Regions from separate parts of the Gossypium arboreum genome. Here region 2 is linked to region 1. Evidence: chromatin contacts called from public Hi-C data. All regions are on one chromosome and are shown on one strand. The core of a region is the stretch at or near the end of the contact, and the rest is flanking DNA. Distances in the headings are between cores, read along the strand shown. Region 1 holds the start of LOC108474133 (serine/threonine-protein kinase BSK1-like). Region 2 holds the start of LOC108458367 (probable CoA ligase CCL5).

Evidence for each region. Hi-C and Micro-C count contacts between places; a contact is called where the count stands out from the background.
Region 2: a contact with region 1 is called in a Hi-C map of leaf, with 5 times the contacts expected there. The contact joins the promoter of LOC108458367 here to the promoter of LOC108474133 in region 1. A contact is called at or near these places in 2 of 5 Hi-C or Micro-C datasets (both in leaf).

The regions. Positions count from the first base shown.
Region 1 is chr3:108,676,874-108,680,430 of ASM2569848v2, reverse strand. It overlaps LOC108474133 (serine/threonine-protein kinase BSK1-like), which reads right to left and starts at 1,839. Exons shown (of 9, transcript XM_017776054.2): 1 at 984-1,839; 2 at 747-882; 3 at 290-423; 4 at 101-206. The coding sequence starts at 1,364.
Region 2 is chr3:109,034,833-109,038,790 of ASM2569848v2, reverse strand. It overlaps LOC108458367 (probable CoA ligase CCL5), which reads right to left and starts at 2,423. Exons shown (of 5, transcript XM_017757732.2): 1 at 1,071-2,423. The coding sequence starts at 2,289.

The DNA.
Region 1 (3,557 bases), core at 590-3,089:
AGTTTTGGATTTACACATACACACAATGGAAAGCAAGATTGTCTTCTTTCTCTTAAGTGAGGGAGAAGTTGAATAATAAGAAGAATTAAAAAGCTGATACCATTTCTTAAATACTCAGGAGGCGTGTATGCAAGATTTGTACTATAACTTTTTCCATCCCTGCTGTTCTTCATCAAACCAAAACATGAAAGTCGAGGATCGCCATTCTGCAAAAACCATTAAAAAGGTTATTAATAAGCTCGACAAAACAAATACAAAGAGCTAAAAAAAGAGAGTTTTGTTGCAATACCTCATCAAAGAGAACCCTATATGCATTCAAATCATGGTACAATGGACGACCTTCGCTGCTACAATAATCTAATGCTTCAGCTATGTATAAAGCAACTCTCAACCGCATAGCCCACTCAATAGTCTGGTTCTCCCCTATCAAGCAAATAAAGAACAGAAATTATTTTCAAGCCAAAAACTGAAACATTAAAAGGAAGACAATATGGCAACACAATATGATTTTACATTTTTACTTATGTTACTTGAAAAGCATGACTTAAGGTGATAACTTAAAGATATTATCATGCAGGATCTAACTGGTTCAGAGACATTAGCTGGAAACAAGAATTTAACAGAAGACATCAATAAACACCCAACAAGTTAGGTCAGAGGAAATAATAATTGCACTCAAATTTAATTATATTTAGTTTACTTTTGTTCAGGAAAAAAAAAAGTGATAGTAAAAATTGGAACCATACAGTGAAATAAATGCTTTGCAAGGGTATCATTCGGCATGTACTCAGCAACAAGCAATCTCTCGTCGCCATCGCAGCAATACCCAATCAAATTAGCCACTCTCTTATGTCTAAGGTTTCCAACACCGCGAGCTTCATCCTTTAATGATAAACAGAAAAAGAGATTAAAAAAAACAAAAGAAAATCAGAAGAAGGGAAACCCTAAAAATGGAAATGGTTCAACAAAAAAAGAAAGCATACGGCGAATTGTTTAGGATCGGGCCAGGCTAATCTAGTGAATTTCTTGATGGCGATCCAACGTCGATTATTGTCGTTTTGGAGGCGGCCTTTATAGACCACGTTGGGGGCCTTTTCACCGCATTCAGAGACGATGAAATCGGAACTGAAGTTGTTTGTGGCAGCCTTGAGCTCAGCAAGGGAGAACTCGGAGAAATCAGGGAAGCCCGCAGCCCCACCGGCAAGGGAATCTTTTCCAGCATTGGAAAGTGAGGAAGGGCCATTATTGGTCTGAGTGACACAATTGGTGTTGGTGTTGTTGTTGTAGAGGTGGTGGTGGTGGTGGTGATTGGTTTTGTGCAGTGAATCGGGTCTTCTCAGAAAGGTGGATTCGCAGCAGCCCATAACTCGGGGTGAGTTGACTCAGACGACTAATTTATAAATTATAACCATAGAGATTCCTCTTCCTCTTTGATTTATTTAATCTCTTTTTTTTTTTTTTAAAGTTATATAGTTTGGAGTTTATTCAATTAATGGCAGAGGGAAGGGATGGAGAAGCTATTTGGTTTTGGGAAGTTTCGAAGGAAAGAAGGAAGGAAGGAAAGGTGAGGACGACGTCGTGTGGGCGACTGTGTGTGTGAGAGAGAGAGAGAGTTTACACCATAGGAGTGTGAAAGAAAGAGAGACAGGTTTCTCTTTCTTTCTTTCTTTCGTTGTTTCTCTCTCTCTTTTTCCGTCGGCCTCTTTCAGCCCTTTCTGCACTGACAAAACCTTCTGTCCCTTTCTCGACGTTGCTTTCTATCTTTCTTATATTTTTTTTTTCTCGCCTTAATAACAATTGTATGCTACAATAATATACTATTAGTCTATAGCTATTATACTATTGAATTGTCCTTTTTACGTCCTTGATTTGATTTGATTCAAGGGTCTTTTGTCTTCATCTACTTACTAATTAATCTCTGCTTCTATTTCTGCTTCACTCTTAAGTCTATATTTAATCATATTTATTTTTAGATGACTTCTTTAGAATTGCATTTTATTTCTGTATTCTAAATTACCTCATATAAATTTTTATAAATAATTTTTAAAAATAAATTTTTATAATTTTTTATAATTATTTAAGTTTCCACTCCAAAATAAATCTAGATAATTGTTTGTCTAGGTTCATCTTACCTTAAACAAACATTTGTTAAGGTTCATTTTAACATTATTTTTAATAATTTTTAATAATTTTAACAATTTCTTATCATTTTAAATACTTTCCTATAATTTTCTAATTTTTTATAATTTTAATAATAATTTGAAAAACCATGTCGATATCATGATTATAAAAACTTTTTTTAGATTTTTAAATTTGTTTAAATATTGTCACAATAGCATAAGATACACGTGGCACTTCATGTGCCATTTTCTAGTTGCTCAGCTAGTCATATCAATGCTTGACAGTAGAAATTGGTGAAATTTTAATAGAATGGCTAGTTTTCTTTTTTTATCTAACGTACGAGAACTAATTTGTTCATTTTTTTAATAGAGAGGGAAAATGCAATCTAATTCCTACTGTAGGGGCTTCCATGATACTTTTACTACATTGGGTTTTATGCTTTTTCTTTCAAATAAAAGTTAATTTTACCTTGGATATTATTTTCGACGTCATCTTTTAACGGTGAATTTTTAATAGAATGATCAATTTGCACTTTCCTCTAATGTATAGAGGTTAATTTGACCATTTTTTAATAGAATAGGCTAAATGTAATTTAACTCCTAGTATAGGGGCTTCCATGGTACTTTTATAATTATAATTTTTATCGCCCATTATTTTATTCAAGTGAAAAATATTTAATTTCTTGCATAATGATATTAATTAAAAATAATTAATTTTAAAATTTTAAAAATTAAAATAATTAATTATTTTATGTGAAAGATAAATTTTAATGACAATTATTTATTATTATAAATAATATCTATACTTATTATAAAACCTTTAACTTAGTATTATGGGTTGATCGAGCTTTTGTCCTTTCATGCTTTCTTTTAAATGATAACTAACTTATATTATGATAATAATGCTTTTGTTTTTTTATACTTTTATATAATCCTTTCATACTTTTATATAATTTTTATTTACTCTAATCTAATCTTTAAATAAAAAGATTAAAAAGTACATATCCAAGAATCAAACATGTGTTTAATAAAATTTATTTACAGTCAGGAAATTGATAGTATTTGGACATACAAGAAAGGATGAAAGTTATGGAGGAGTAACTGCCTTCACAACAGAGAAGATATGAGGAGCACCAAAAGCATACAAGAGCAAATGCATAAATAGAGGCAAGCAAATGAAAGAAACACAAAGAACGAAAGGCTAATAGAAGAATTGAGAGTATGCAAAGTGATCCATGATCAAGATCCATCACAAAAGGGAGGAGGAATCCATTCATTCTTAGCATAGACGTCGGCATGCAAACTAAGGTAATGATGATTTGGTAGATGATATTGAATTTGATAATAGCTATGAAAAAGAAGATAATGATAGTTATAGTTATTATACTAAAATACCTTAGAGCGGAAAATAGAGAAGTTAGAAAAGCATATAAGGGA
Region 2 (3,958 bases), core at 1,174-3,673, 360 kb before region 1:
AAAGCTAATCAGTGGCCAAACCTCAAAAACAATTTTTAATCTAAATAATAAAGAAATCATTCCAGCATGTATAATTAAACAACCAAATATGCCCAAACACTCATCCGTCACCTACCACGAAAAAGTCAGAATATGGGATAAAAAAGGCGCATTTTGCTTTTGGTATAATTTGCCCCCAGTCCCTCTACTATTTGGAGTTTTAAAAATTCAGTTTCTCTGTTTTTCATGAATTCCTTTTGTCTATTTTCAGTAAAAGTAACATGAAGATCCTTATACTAAGAGTTGAAATGTATTTTATTCATTCTACTCAAAATTTAAGCAAATTAATACCTGTAGGTTAAATTAAAGAGTAAACTGACCATTCTTTTAAAAATTTCATGTCACTATATAAAGTCCACCATTAAAAACTGGTTTCTATATATTAACATAAAGTCCACCTAGCACGCCACATGTCACTATCTGATTATTTAATTAGCTACATCAGTTTTTAATGTATATATGGGTGAAAATTTTTACAAAAGGATAAATTTACTCTTAAATCTAATATACATAGATTAATTTATTTCTATTTTTAAGTAAAAGAACAAAATAATGACTCGTACAGAGCTTAGGGACTTTCATAATACATTTACCTCTATTTTTTATTTTTAAAAATTAAAGAGCGATTCACTATATTGATGATGTTAACTAAAGTAAGATTAGTGACTAATTTTGAATATTAAAATATCACATTTAACAATAATCAAATATTAAAATATTAAAATATTAAAATCTTAATTCAATTAAGTAGATATTATTATCAATGTATGACGTGTGACGATATTGAAACTCATCTTTTTATTCCTATTCCTATTCCTCTTCCTCTTCCTATTCCTCTTCCTATTCCTATTCCTATTCCTATTCCTATTCCTATTCCTATTCCTATTCCTATTCCTATTCCTATTCCTATTCCTATTCCTATTATGGTTCATAAAAAACTAAATTAAGTCCACAAAGTACATAGGAAGTAAGAGAATATTCAAACCCTTGGTTTTAGTGGCTTTAAAGGATATTAATAATTAGGATAATACCTTTCATAACGGAGGGGCCCCTAAGCCAAAGCTCACCCGTCTGGTTCACGTTCAAAGCCTTACCACTATCCGGGTCCACAACCTTAGCCTCCATGCTAGGCGACAACATCCCCGCCGTACCATACTTTCGGCTCTCTTCCAATGAGTCCGTCGACGCACCAATCCCAGTTGACTCAGTCAAGCCGTACCCTTGAAGAATCTTTACATTCGGATACTTCTCCAGAAAACCCTCAATCACTTCTTTACTAAGCGGTGCCCCACCTGACAACGCCGAATGCAACGAACTCAGATCGTACTTCTTCCGTATCTGATCGGCGGCGTTTACCATCGCCACCAAAATTGGTGGCACCAGAGGTAGGTAGGTTGCCCGGTACTTCTCGATGGTTGATAGCATGTCGTGCATCTCGAACTTCGATAAAACTATGACCGTTGATCCAGAGGCCAACAGCCCAGTGGCAAAGGCTACTAAGCCGTAGATGTGAAACATAGGAACCGTGCAGATGAACTTTTCTCCTACTTCTATGCTGAACCTGTTTATAACCGTTTGTACCATGGCTATAAGATTTCTATGAGATGAAACCACTCCCTTGCTAGCACCTGTCGTACCAGAGGAATAAAGCAGAGTCGCCGTGTCATCCTGGTTGACTTGGTCCCTCACTCGACTCCCACTCGGTTCCCTCTTCATCATCTGATGTAAAGTTGTTACAATCTTCGCTTCCCCAGCCTGACTGCTCACGTGATCTTCTAGAAGCACGATCGGGATGGTGGAGCCTGCTAATTTAGGGAGGAGTTGAGGAATAGTGAAGGCGAGAACTGGCTTAGAATCGGCGACTTGTTTCCCGATTTCATTAGCCGTGTTGAGAGGGTTGGTGGTCGTTATGATAGCGCCCAGGGACATAACAGAGAGGCAAACAATGGGGAAGAAGATGGAGTTGGGTGAAAGGAGTAGAACCACATGGCCTTTCCGGATTCCCATGTCGGAAAGACACGTGGCGACGGAATCAACAGCCCTCCAAAGCTCCGAGAAGGTGAGATGGCGGCCGGTAGCGGCGTCGATAAAGGCAACTTTACCGTGGTGCGCCCGAGCCGAGATAAATGTGGTGACATCGAGGGAGTCGTTCTTGGGGAGTGGAATGGGTTTGCGCTTGCTGTAGAAGGTAGAATTGGACCGGAAAAAGCCACTCCTTGGATCGATTGCCAAGCTCATGTTTTCCGCCATGGATTTGCAGTTCCAATGTTTTTTTTTTATTTTATTTTTCTACTCTTCAAATAAAGTCGGCTGGTAGAAGAATCAATTTTATACTGTAAGACAGCGAAGTATGGGCAGTCACATAAGCGAGTGAGCTAGTTTAGGTCTTTTGAACAGTCCGCGTGGGTCTGAATCCTTAGGTGGCACGATCTTGGTCGTTGGATGGAAACAAAGTTGAACTTTTGTCGTAAGATCAAATTGAGTAATAGAGGAACGTGTTTGATTGTGTTGCCACGTGTGGATTTATCTGCTATTTATCACATATCGCACAGTACCTGGTCGTCGCCCGCCATCCTACTCTTCCGTGACCTCATTTTTCTTTTTAATTTACTTTAAAATATTATTTAATTTGTCACATTTCTTTTATTTGTAGTTTTGAGATTGGTCACTTTTGTAAAGATAATATATTATCACTAATGATTAATTTTGCCCAATAACATTAAAAAAATTTATTTATTTATTTTGTTTTTTTTAACTTTTAAATTTACATTTCTATGTTAAATTACTCAAAAATAATAGAAATATTAATGTTTGTTAACTTTATTGAAGTGGCATACATACAATTGCCATATGACGACATGTCAAGATTTAATTAATTTTTAAAATATTAAAAGTGTTAAAAATATTTTTATAATTTATAATTTTAAAATTTTTAAAATTTTAAAAATTAATTAAATCTTGGTATATCATCCACGTGAAAATTTACGTGTATACGTCAATCAAGTTAAAAAATTTAATTTTTCTATCCATTTTAGGGTGATTTAAAAAAATATAAGTTTAAGGCGAAAAATTAAATGAAAGACTAAATTGACTTATTATTATTATAAAGTTGGAGAGCCCGTAAGTAATTATGCCAATATATTACCAACAAAATAATTAATAATAGGTTTTTTTTTTATTTGGGTAATATCAATAATAGGACTTTGACACCTTAAAAAGTAAAAGTCTTACAAAACTCTTTTACTATATACCTTGGATTGCATTTTAGTCCATTCATTAAAAAAACAAATTAACACATTTAAGTTAGATGAGCGAGCAAGTCCATCCGTTAAAATTTAAATTTGGTGTTTATATATAAGATATAAGAATAAATTTAGTCTTCAACTTTTATACATTTATTCAATTTGACCCTACTCTTTTATTAGAAGTAAATTAGAAAAAATTAAAACTAATAAAACTAAAGAATAAAAGAGGCCTTAGCAACAAATTAAAAAAATCATTTAAACTCTTTTAAATTTTAAAATTATTAAAAATTATAAAAATTATAATTATAAATTTTTTATTAAAATTAACAATACTGGGTGTTGAAAATCTTATGAACATTAAAATTTAATAGTTGGATATTAAAATCTTATGACCATTAAAATTTAATTGTTAAAAATTAAAAATACTGTTATGACCATTAAAATTTAAAGGTTGGATATTGTTATTTTTAATAATTTTAAATTTTATAATTTTTTATAAATTTTCTTTATGATTTTTAATAATTTATAAATTTTAAAAGGTTTAAATGATTTCTTTTTAATTTTTATTATGCTTTTTGATTTTTTGTCCTATTAATTTTAAAAATAATTTACTTTCAATAAAAAATAGAGGTTAAATTAAATAAATGTATAAAGATAGAGGGTTAAATTTATCT